2 separate regions of the Gossypium arboreum genome follow, and region 2 is linked to region 1. Evidence: chromatin contacts called from public Hi-C data. All regions are on one chromosome and are shown on one strand. The core of a region is the stretch at or near the end of the contact, and the rest is flanking DNA. Distances in the headings are between cores, read along the strand shown. Region 1 holds the start of LOC108482258 (probable L-type lectin-domain containing receptor kinase S.7). Region 2 holds the start of LOC108482343 (two-pore potassium channel 1-like).

Evidence for each region. Hi-C and Micro-C count contacts between places; a contact is called where the count stands out from the background.
Region 2: a Hi-C map of leaf shows a contact between it and region 1, with 3 times the contacts expected there. The contact joins the promoter of LOC108482343 here to the promoter of LOC108482258 in region 1. A contact is called at or near these places in 2 of 5 Hi-C or Micro-C datasets (both in leaf).

What each region holds. Positions count from the first base shown.
Region 1 is chr1:108,523,972-108,529,904 of ASM2569848v2, reverse strand. It overlaps LOC108482258 (probable L-type lectin-domain containing receptor kinase S.7), which reads left to right and starts at 2,313. Exons shown (of 1, transcript XM_017785376.2): 1 at 2,313-4,733. The coding sequence starts at 2,486. The coding sequence ends at 4,462. It overlaps LOC108483656, which reads left to right. Exons shown (of 11, transcript XM_053030130.1): 6 at 1-48; 7 at 401-570; 8 at 669-760; 9 at 832-944; 10 at 1,073-1,381; 11 at 1,483-1,623. The coding sequence ends at 872. It overlaps LOC108480388 (poly(A)-specific ribonuclease PARN), which reads right to left. Exons shown (of 7, transcript XM_017783373.2): 7 at 5,096-5,933. The coding sequence ends at 5,301.
Region 2 is chr1:108,760,122-108,766,863 of ASM2569848v2, reverse strand. It overlaps LOC108482343 (two-pore potassium channel 1-like), which reads left to right and starts at 4,561. Exons shown (of 3, transcript XM_017785466.2): 1 at 4,561-4,718; 2 at 5,119-6,065; 3 at 6,151-6,599. The coding sequence starts at 5,164. The coding sequence ends at 6,316. It overlaps LOC108482490 (meiotic recombination protein SPO11-1), which reads right to left and starts at 3,404. Exons shown (of 15, transcript XM_017785626.2): 1 at 3,230-3,404; 2 at 3,012-3,111; 3 at 2,730-2,803; 4 at 2,522-2,623; 5 at 2,216-2,289; 6 at 1,973-1,989; 7 at 1,370-1,439; 8 at 1,247-1,283; 9 at 1,096-1,143; 10 at 939-997; 11 at 826-857; 12 at 593-698; 13 at 333-453; 14 at 1-17. The coding sequence starts at 3,284.

The sequences.
Region 1 (5,933 bases), core at 1,064-3,563:
TCAACTTCTGTAAAGGCATGCACAGCTATTGAAGAAAACAATACAAAGGTAAAGTTCTTTTTAGCGGTATTACTGCTATATTCAACTAAATGTTAGGTCTCTTTATTGCTAAACCATCTGGATTGGAGCGTGTTGTCTTATGATGGAGAAAATGCTAAAAGTATTATCTCAGCTTGTATTGAGAAGGTATAACATATGTTTTTCACCATGTAAAAACGCAAAAGAGAAAGCAACGTCTGCAGTGAGATTTTCTTATCCAAGTGTTTAGGTTAATTTGCAGCAGACTGATGGAATCATCTCTTGGATTACTTGCTATATTAATACCAGCTTAACCTAAACCATCTCTTGGATGTTTCTTTTACTAATTGAATGTCTGTTAATATATTTATTTTTATTCAAGCATGATGTGGAGACTGAAATGAGCACCATGGATAGAAGAAGAGGGAACAATAGCCTGATTGCAGATACAAGCCAGGAACAATCATATGATATTTCGCCATACAAGGTTTCTGACGATGAAGATGAAGACGATGATGAACCGAACAACAAATTTGTTCCATCATGGGCCAGGTATGTGACTTAGTTTGGTCATCCTAAAATCTGGCGTGGAACACATGCACCATTCCATAATGATGATTATGATGTTTGACTCTTGGTGATTTTTGCAGTAAAAATCGTGTGGCTCTTGTTGTCGCTTCCCAGCAACGGTTAGATCCAGAAGTAATATTCCCCCCAGGAAGCTTTTGTAGCATTTCTGAAGGTGATTATCATAAAAACCATAAATCTTGTACCATGTCGGTCAATTGGACTAACAGTCGTTCTCTTAAATAGTTCTCTTGCCAAGAAAGCTCCAGCAATATCGAGTGAGTTAGATTGAATGGTACAGTTTTGAAAACCGTAGTATCTTCGGCCGACTCAATGACAGCTCTTCTATGAATAGAAAGGTACACCGTCTCTTCAGTTTTGACTACCATTTTTAAGGCAACTAGCACTTTATAAAAAATGTTTTAAATAATGTTTATTCCTAAAACCCTCCCCTCTAATGAAATTGTTGCTTCTTTTGCTGTGGCAGAGCGAGTAGAGAGACTTCTTGGAAGAGTAACAAGCAGGAGATTTTAAAAACTAAAAGAAAAATGTGACAAATGATGTAAATGGTAGTTGTGCCGGCATCAGTTATGCTAACTGTTTTACACCTGGCAAAATTCCAAGTCGCCAATATGCTAATGACTGTTCTTCTAATCCAGTCTCTCACTGTTTAATGATACAAAACAGTGAATAAACTGAGCTCCATGGAAGCAGTTGCGATGATAGCAATGTCTTATAATTTGAAGCCTAGAGAGGCCCAAAATGAATAGTTCTTGGACCTTTATAAGCACTAAAGGTGGGAGAAGAATGTTGAAATTGTTTATTTGGTTGTACTTTGAAATCCATTGGTGTAATATCTCAGTTCTTATACCACTGATAATGGTTTTTATTTTTTAGGCAGAATGAACATGTGATGTGATGATGTTGGAGCATCGCAACCTTAAAATTTTCTATTCGTGTAACGGCTCAATGACGTGGATTTGGATTTGGGTTAAGGTTTGGAATTGGACCCAATCATATTATTGATTTCCAAAATAATATCAGATTTCATTGTTTTGTCGGCTTAGTTGGCACGGCCTCCTTTCTTTTTCAAGCTGACACCAATTCTGATCCACTTTCTATGTTGCCGTTTGAGTTGCATAAAGAAAATCTAACTTTAAAAACGAAAGAATATATCCCTTCGGAATCTGATTTCACCCAAAAGTTTAAAAGTTTATATTCAAATCTTTTTCCACTCATTTTCCATTTTATAAATTTATATTTTCTTTTTACTTTTTCACTTGTATATCTTGAAACAAAATAAAATGATATATATTTGAAAGAGTTTATAATATATATTTGAATTGTTATCTATTCTATTCTATTCAAACCCCATCAATTATATTATAGGGGTTGGGTCTGTATTATCACCAATATATATATATAGGAGTTGGGTCTATTCATCATTATTGGGTCAAATGTGAACTTGCTCGGCTTTAAAGAAAGAAAGGGAATTCAGTCACATGGCTGTCAGAATTCACCAGTCCAACATATACGCCCCCAATCACCTTAAAAACGGTCACTTTTCAAAACCCCATTCCAAAAAAAAAAAGAAATCCCTTTTTCATTTCTCTACTCTGTCAAATCTATAATAAAACTACACCGTTTCCGCCATGGCGAATATATAAGCCACCTTCAACCTTCCTAACCGTTATACAATAATACACGATTATTTTAAACTAAATATTATATATATTAAAAAAAAAAGACCGTCATTGTGTCTCTCTTTAAAGCCCCACAGGCGCCTATTTTCTAACCGTTTAAACCACGTTTCCCTCTTTCTTTCTCATGCATTGTGTTTTGTAAACAATTCAAGAGCTTCTTGTTCGACTGTTCCTTTTCCGGTCCAAGAATCAAAACAATGCTGCCATTGCCAAGGATCCTTCTTGTTTCCTTGTTTCTTCTCTTAACCTCAGCTGAAAACACCTCCTTTGATTTCCCTTTCTTCACTGTCAGGAACCTCACCCTTCTCGGCGATTCCAATCTTAAAAATGGCGGCCTCATAGGCCTCACCAGGGAGATTGGTGTTCCTTATTCAAGCTCGGGCAGCCTTATCTATGAAAACCCAATTCGTTTCTTTGATCAAGAATCCAATATCACTGCTTCTTTCTCAACAAGTTTCTCTTTTTCCATTAACAATCTCAACCCAACCTCTTTTGGTGATGGCTTAACCTTTTTTCTTTCATCTGATAACCTAACTCTCGGCAGTGCCGGTGGGTATCTCGGTCTTGTCAACTCTTCACAACCGACCAAGACCAGGTTTTTAGCCGTTGAATTTGATTCTAAGCTTGATACCGAGTTCAATGATCCCAATGGGAATCATGTCGGTTTGGATATCAACGAGCTCGATTCAATCATCACAGCTGATGCATTGTTGCAAAACATTGATTTAAAGAGTGGGAATTTGATTACTGCTTGGATTGATTACAAGAATGATTTGAGGGTTTTGAATGTTTTCTTGAGTTATTCAACTGTAAAGCCTCCAACCCCATTGTTATCTCTGGAGATTGATTTGTCTCACTACCTTAAAGATGATATGTTTGTTGGTTTTTCAGCTTCAACAGAAGGGAGTACTGAAGTTCATTTGATTTACAATTGGAGTTTCAGGACTTTTGGTTTCCTGCCTGTGAGATCAAGATCACATCCTCATAATGTATCTGAGAGTTCAGTATCAGCAATAACAGGCATTCCTATTTCAAATTCTACCAAAAAACACCATAAGAAGTTTGGTTTAGGACTTGGTATTGCTGGTCCAGCTTTCTTTTTTGTGGTTCTTGCGGTTTTTGGTTATGTTTCTGTGAAGAAATGGAAGGGTATGAAAGTAGAAAAGTGTTTGAAAGCAGAGATTTTGACTGGACCAAGGGAGTTTAGATACAAAGAGTTGTATGCAGCCACAAGAGGGTTTCACTCAAGTAGGATCATAGGACGTGGTGCATTTGGAAATGTTTATAAGGCCGTTTTCTTTTCTTCGGGGGCTATCGGAGCGGTGAAAAGATCGAAACACTCCCACGAAGGGAAAACTGAATTCCTTGCTGAACTGTCCATTATAGCTGGTTTGAGGCATAAGAATTTGGTTCAGCTACAAGGTTGGTGTGCTGAGAAAGGTGAATTGCTACTTGTTTATGATTTTATGCCTCATGGAAGCCTTGATAAGCTGCTTCATCCAGAACCTGAGAATGGGATATTGTTGACATGGTCCCATAGGCAAAATATTGCTATTGGATTGGCCTCTGTCTTAGCATACCTGCACCAAGAATGTGAACAACAAGTCATTCACAGAGACATTAAGACAAGTAATATAATGCTTGATGGCAACTTTAATCCAAGACTTGGTGATTTTGGATTGGCAAGGTTGAGGGATCATGACAAGAGCCCGGTTTCAACACTTACTGCAGGAACCATGGGCTACCTTGCTCCTGAGTATCTTCAATATGGGAAAGCGACTGAGAAAACGGATGTTTTCAGCTACGGTGTCGTTATTCTTGAAGTGGCTTGTGGTAGGAGGCCAATTGAGAGAGAAGTAAACAGCCAGAAAATGGTGAATTTGGTTGATTGGGTGTGGGGATTGTATGGTCAGGGAAGGATCATTGAAGCTGCTGATACAAGGCTAAATGGGGCTTTCAAGGAGGAAGATATGAGGAAACTGCTGCTTGTAGGTTTGAGCTGTGCACACCCTGATAGTGCTGAGAGGCCTTCAATTAGGAGAGTCCTTCAGATACTTAACAATGAGGCAGATCCTATACCCGTGCCAAAGATGAAACCAAGTCTCACTTTCTCTTGTAGCTTAACTGTTGAAGACCTTGTCTCAGATGACGAAGAAAGCAAAACAACTGCTTGAGGGTGAGCAGGAATTCAAAGCTGACTTAGAGTTAGATTTAAATTTCTAATATGCACAATTATTTGATTGTTTTAGGACCCTACATTATAGTATTACTTCAATTTAGTTTCCTTATTTTGAGACTAGGAGTTCATTAGTCTGAGTTCAAAAGTACTGTATTGAACTATGTGGTCTCTGCTGTAACCTGAAAATATATTTCTAAGTTTTGAGATAAACTTACTCTGATCTATCATGTTCCTTCATCTAATAAGATGAGAAAAATGAAGAGAAATGTTCTTGACTGCCCTTGGAGGCATGTTCCTTTTCATTATGTATTTGCTGATGTTAGCATCTTATTTAACATAAGAGCTTTTGCTAGGTGATTCTTGGGTTCATAATTGGTTTCATTTGTGCTTTCGGTTGCTTAAATACTTACAATGTATATACTTCCATTTGTAGCAATCCCTTCTGGTAAGTTTATTCATCTAGAAAGGTTCATCAAGCTAGAAAACATGGGAACAATGAATCAGAATCCAGTGACAAAAAATTGAATACTTACAATGTATATACTTTTGTAGCAATCCCTTCTGGTAAGTTTATTCATCTAGAAAGGTTGATCAAGCTAAAACAAAGGAACAATGAATCAGAATCCAGTGACAAAAAATTGAATCAGCATTTTAATTTACATCATAGGCAAACTGTTAATGTACAGAAGATGGCCTAAAAGTTGCCATCAAAATGTGATCCTCATTTCCAACTCAGTAATCCTAATATTTGTATAAGAACTCTAAATGTCATACAGATTCACAATGAAGTGTGGAAAAAAAGCTCAAAACTGCCTTTAAGCTTTAAGCTTGAGTTACAAATTAGTGGTTCTTCTTATCTTTTCAACTTTAAGAAATGAATCAATGATATCGTCACAAAACCGTTTGTTCGATGAATCATTTACTACATCCTCGGTGTTCCTTGACTTGGATTTTTCAACAGCCTGTGGACTATCCATTGCACTTTCTAGATGGGAACGAGTATTGTCATGGCTCTCTTCTTTATCAGATGGTAACAATTCGGTCTTCCATTTGATGCCAACAGCCTCTGCTTGATCTGCAAACAACACTTTCGAGATAGGTGATGCACAGATCTCTTTATAAGTTTCATAACTAGCGGCATGGGTATTTCCACCTTCCAGAAGTTGTGAAAGAGGATGCAAATGAGAAATTGCATCGTTACTTTGCTCTAGAGTTTCCTTCAAATTCAAAAAGTCTGATACCAACTCTGCCTTGCTGAACTGAACAAACACTGCAGTTTGATCTATACCGTATGTACAAATAACAGAGGTAGGACCAAGGGTTTTGCAGATGCAATCTCTTATCATACTTGGCTTCAGTTTTGAAGGGAATCCCCAGAGTAAAAGGATGTTCTTAAATAAAATCTTTCGATATGGCTTTCTGATCATATTAGAGCCTGACAACTCTGCAGACCGGTTACCAGTCCT
Region 2 (6,742 bases), core at 3,312-5,811, 230 kb before region 1:
TTCCGTTTTCCTCTTATCTGGCAGTCAGGAGATGCTGGAATTTAAAAATAAAAATAAAAAAGGAATAGTAAACTCAACCGGTTATGGTAACACCCCAATCCCACAAACAGTATCAAGACCAACAATACCTCGTAAGTTAAGTTTTGATACCTTTTGAGGAGACCCACACTCAATCCCCAAGGCATTGGCTGTTTTGACTTGAAAGTCTCACTGTAATTTTTACATTATATCATAGGATATGATATCCTCGAAATTACTCGACATGGGATTGGGGTGTTACAGGAATTATGAGGGTGCCGATGGCAGCCACTGATCTTTACTCTATGTATCACCTTCTATTGTCAAAGGCAATAGACATCGCTTAGGAAGATCATAGTTCTCAGAATCTGAAGGAAAAGCTCCAAGCCATTGGATCTGCGGGACTCGTAGAAATTTGGCATCATATGCCATTTGCTAAGAAACAGATTCCATAAGAAAGGATTCATGTCATAATGCTGAAATGAATGACTAAAGGCCATCGACAATCTGATGAAAACTAATCTACTTGTCTGTTACTTGAGTAAAAACTTTTTCTAGGAAATCAATAACATACCATAGAACCAAACCTGTAAGTAGCCAGGATGTCAAAGCCATATGGATCACAATCAACCAAGCAATAGACAGGAAGACCTAACTTGTCCACGAGCAGTCGCAAAAACCTGAAAGAGTAGCATGTCCAGTAATTGATAAATGCAGAAAGATGCCCGCACAAAGAATTTTTAATCCCCGTTTCCTTCTAAATACTTGGGAAATTATTTTTTATTTTTCTTTTAATCTTTCCTTCACCTTCTTGTGGGAACATCCGGATAGCCTCTTCCCTGAAGAAAGAATTTTGACAAAAATTTAGCCAAATATTAAGCAATTTAAATGAAGGTCACGTGAGCTAAGTTAATGCTTACTGTGATGACAATGCAACGGTTTTTGCTGCAAAACTTGTCATTTTCTAATCGTTGAAAGACTTCATTCATGCCAACCATTCAACAATGAAGGTTTAATCTACATATATTTTGGCCATTCATCTGCTCTACAACATGATTATTGCCAAAAAGAGTTCACCTGATTCTTTCTCTACAACAAGTATATACAGGGCAGCGCTTACAAGATCTGCATGTGGTAACCAACGGAAGCTTAAATCTGACGACATTCATCTTCTTGCTCATATGTGATAGTTATAAATATTATCCTTAGCTTAACATTTATTAGTTACCTTTAACATCCTCAACAAGCACAGGAATTGTATGGGCCTGCATTTGAAATAGATACCAACATATAAAAAATGAATTAGATATCTATGATGCCATGAACTCGGAGACCGTTCTCCCATTCTTACACTGTTGGGGCCATTTATGCAATCAAATTTCCTTCCAGCTTCAAAGAACCTTAACCATCCCATTACCAACCTATAACAGTTATAAAAAAGATAGATATCAGAATAATTAATCTTTGAGAAAGGCAAATATGAGCAATGAGACAATGGTGATAAAAGCTGACTCCAAAATTAAATGAATGAAACAAAGGCTTCCAGCTGAAAGTAAGTCGAAACAGGCAGCTACCTTTTATTTATTTATCTAACCATTATAACCAGTTCACTATCCATCAGTTCTTGAGCCCATTTTTACCTCTGTTAGTCAATGAAATACTGATAAAATTGCGCAATAGATCTCACTGTCATAAGTTACTTCAGATTTTTGCAAACAAGTGTACAGGAATGGTTCATTCAGTTTACGACAACTCATTTAACTTATCAAATTCTAAGGTTTAAACAACTCATGTTTGACATGCTAACAGCTCGAACTAATGACCAAGGAACGAAAATGCCTAGCATTTACTAATCAATAACATACATAAATTGAATGACTAAAGAACTTGAAATGCATTATTTGAAGATAAATTTGCCAGAAACATGTTATATAGTTTCTTCAGTCTTCCTCACCCATTTCCAACAGAAACCTGCCAAAAGAATATGTGTCAAATGTCTCGAATAAAGTAGATCTCTATTCACTAGTTTAGATATCTCTAAAGTTTCAGAGCCTTCTTTTTTGTGCGTACAAAAACTAGCAGAAGAAAGTCAACTCTGGAATGTGATACATGAGATTAGAATTTTAATGTCTCTTTCTAACTTCTACTATATGTTCTACCCACCCCACATTTCTCATTAACAGTACAGGTTACCAACCACGTTTAGATTGTGCCGACTGCATTGCAGAAGGATGCATATGTCATTAATTGCTCTGTCTACAACAGACTGATCTGCATCACAATACATGAACAACCCCCAAAAGAAAAGTGTATTAAATCTTTAAATTGCACAAGTTAAACAGAATTGTCATCACTGTCCTCTGAAGTAGCAAAGATCATTGCAAATCAATAGAATTGAGCAAATTGTCACCAATAACAGTAGAGAAGTAAGAACAACGTCTAAACAAGTCCCTGTCCTCTGATTCAAACAAGCAGATCTTTCAATGCAGTAACGAAATTGGACCTGAAAATAATAATGAATGCATGTAATATATATCTCTCTTTGACGCATGTTTGTTTTCTTGAAGAAGTTGTTGAACTATCAATAACACCCTCAATAACACATCTGAAAAAGATTAAAACCAACAAATAAAATTTTTCCACTTGAAAGTCAAATATAGAAAAAAAAGATCTGGAAATCGAAATGTAAGCAACTTTTTTAACTTAAATACCAATTCTATGGACGTGGCTTTCCTTCTGAAATGTAAGAACTTCATGCCCACTGGGCTTATTAAATCTGCAACTGCTGCATTCAACACAGTACTAGCAATGTATTCAACCTTCCTTTTTTCTTTTTCTCTCTCAAAAAGATAATTCAAATTAAAGAATATTTGCAAAACAATTAACAAATATTCTTATTAAATCTCATATTTAGATTAGATAAGCTCGCGCAAAACGAGAATAAAAGAACGCATAAATTCAAGAAGGAAAAAAACGTAAAATTTATTTCAAACCAAATTGAATCAAGATTGGTGCAGTAGGTTCTGAAGCTTTGGATGAAAATCAACGGAGATCGTCCTTCGCTCAAATCCTCCAAGATCGACAGCGTAAACTCTGCAAACAAAGGAAAGGTTATTTTGAATTTTCAGAGAAAATTAACCAAAAAGAAAGGAAAGAATCAAAGAAATTTGGAAACCAGATAATTATATTGAAGATTTGGTTAACGAAAAACCTTTTATTTTTCTTAGCAGATCTCTAGAGCGAGTACTTGAGTGAATTCCCTCCATTTTTTTTTTCTTTCTGCTTTTGGATTTGAGAAGTTTAAAAAATAGGAGTATTTATAGTCGTAAGATTTGTTTTCTATTCGGGTCGGACCCAATGTTGTCGGTTTTGTTACGCCTTCTTTTGAGCTCTCTTTTAATTAATCAGGGTCATTCCTTTTTATCGTAGGGGAGAAATTTATTTAAATATACCGGGTCATACAGAGGAGTACTAATAGAGTCGGTTTTAACAACGGGTAAATTTTAAAATAGTCACTTCTGTTTGTCTCAGATTACATTTTAGTCACTTATATTTGAAATATTACGTTTTAGTCACTTATGTTATCATATTGTAACATTTTAGTCACTGAGTGTTAATTGCCGTTAATAGTGTAACGGTAAGCTGACGTAGCACGTTAAATCATCTTTTCAAACAAAACTTTTAAGTTAAATTATACAATTGGTCCTTATATTTTTTTCGTTTTGAGCAATTTAATTTTTTCTTTTACATTAAAAGAGATGGAGAAGGGAGGAAAATAGGGAGAGAAACAAAAGAAAACTAAAAAAAAAAGGAAAGTTAAAAGAACATAAAAGGAAAAAATTAAATTACTCAAAACAACAAAATATGGGATCCAATTGTACAATTTAACCTAAAATTTTTATTTAGAATGATGATTTAATGTGTTACATCAGCTTACCGTTATACTGGTCATGGCAATTAACGGTTTAATAATTAAAATATTACAACATGTTAACGTAAGTGGTTAAGACGTAACATTTCAAGTATAAATTATTAAAATATAACTTGAGGGAAACAAAATAACTATTTTAATAGTTTACCATAAATTTTAATTACATAAAATTCATTAGCGGTCCTAACATTAGACAAGAGCCTAGATTAAATACACTTTTAGCTCGAGCCATAGCGTCGACACAATAAGTGGTCTCCCGTTATAATGGAATCTAGTCAATAAAATCCTGCAATCATGTAATAGAGGTTTGAGTAAAACAATAATATTAAAAGAACACATAAATGAGATCAAGAACAAACATGTGGGTGATATTCATTCTTCGAGCAAACATAAGACAATCCGGTGTGTGGTGAGTTTAACTTCATAACAGGAGATCAATTTAAGGGAGTACAGATAAGTAATATATTTATATATTAATAATGAAACGACAAACGTTGGTTGAATTTGCGAGCACCCATACCTAGTAATGTGTGTTTTAAATACTCAGATCCCATCCCATCGGTTTCCCACAAATAATAAATACACTAGGATACATTTAAAATGCAATCCTCCACATAAAACAAGGTTCTGTTAGCGTCCCATAATTAAACCTCTATCTTTCTCCTTCAACCAATCAGACGCTCAGCTAAGTTTTAGCTAAAAAGTAGCGACAAAACATCAGCACTCCACTGATAGAAACTTCGGATTGGATCTTCTACCAAATTCTAAGGTAAGTTTCCAATAATACTTTGTATTATTTTCAGCTTTGGTTCTCAGCTTTGTATGAAAAATATGAGCTTTAAACTTATAAAAGGTCTCATAGATCTTGGCCAGTCCTGAATCTTTCACATTGGAGTCATTAATCCCAAGTTTCACTTTTGGTTCTACTAGCTACTTACTGTTCTTCCATCTTTGTTTTCGGGATGCTTCAGTGATCAGTGATAAAGGGATTTATGGAGTGAAATTTCAGGTTTGGTTTAAGAACATCAACTGCATTGGGATGAATTTATTTGTAATTGAAACAAACTTTAAGAACATCATAAGAGCCCCTTGTCCCTTGACTCAAGTCGTCTACTTCATGACACATAAATTTGATCACTTGGTTTACTTTAATTTTCTGAATATTGCAGAGTTCCTGGTAGTGAGTAGTTACTTGTTTCTGCTGAACCTTCCTAATGGCCTCAAACCAGCCTTTGGTATCGGGATCGGTGACTCTCAAAACTCAAACCAGCAATGTGGATAGACCAAAGAAAAGGAGGGTTCGACGTGCTCGAAGTGCCCCTTTAGCACATTTTGTTCCTACTGATGCTAATGGAGATGATGATGCACTTCTACGTTCCGAGTCTATTTTCGGGCGACTTAATCCAACTCTTAAGAAGGTAGCACTGTCTTTGACGGTAATAGTATACATGGGTTTAGGCACAATTTGCTTTTATACAATCAGGAACCAAATCAAAGGGAAGAAAACAAATGCAATTCTTGATGCTCTTTATTTCTGTGTTGTTACAATGACCACTGTTGGATATGGAGACCTTGTTCCTAACAGCAACCTAGCAAAACTACTAGCCTGTGCTTTTGTCTTCACAGGAATGGCGCTAATTGGACTTATACTGGCCAAAGCTGCTGACTACTTGGTGGAGAAGCAAGAAAAATTGCTGTTTAGAGCGTTACATATGTACAAAATAGATGGTGAAATTGAGGTTCTAAAGGAGGTTGAGCATAACAGGGTGAAATACAAGTTTTACACAACATCGATCCTTCTTGTCGTGTTTGTAGTAACTGGTACCATCTTCCTATATAAAGTAGAGAAATTGGACCTAGTCGATGCATTCTACTGCGTTTGTTCTACCATTACAACCTTGGGGTATGGAGATATAAGCTTTTCAAGCAAAGGGGGTCGTGTTTTTGCTGTGTTTTGGATATTAACAGGCACTATATGCGTGGCTAAGTTTTTTCTCTACGTTGCTGAGGTAAACACAGAGAACAGACAAAGAGCACTGGTGAAATGGGTTCTTAGTCGAAGAACGACAAGTTTAGATTTGGAGGCTGCTGATCTTGATAATGATGGAGTTGTTGAGTAAGGATTTGCAGATGCTATCTTTCTTGTTTCCTAATGCTTTCTTTTTATCAGCTCAACGTGTTAGTGGCTTTATTTTATGCAGAGCTGCTGAGTTTGTTCTATTCAAACTTAAAGAAATGGGGAAGATTTGCCAACAGGATATTTCAGTTATAATGGAGGAATTCGAGGAACTAGACTTGGACCAGTCTGGGACCTTGACAGTATCTGATATAGCTCTAGCTCAATCTGTTGAAACCAGGAGTTCATAGCAACATGACATATAACGACATCTATCGGAGGAAGGAGGTGAATGATGTTAATCTTAGAGCTATTCTCTAAACCTGTAATACCAACTTTTAATCATTTATAGATGGCTGTTTTGAGTTATTGAATTGAACCTCTTTTCCTCTGTGTATATGAATAACAAGTAATAGCCTACTAGTTATGGAAGTTTTCTGAACTTTTTATGGTCAGAAATGTATGTACGAAGGCTTGATGATTAAAGTTCCTCCTTGTGTGAAGGCATCCAATCAAACAGTTCTGATTAAAACATCCACTTTTTTCTTTATTTGTTTCTCATAACTTTTGAATAAAATAAAATAAAAAAGGTGTTTAATTAAAAACAATCCTAATTTAATCTTTGTTTGACATATGTCATGGACTTTAGTGGGCAATGGTATGAATTATGATGGCTT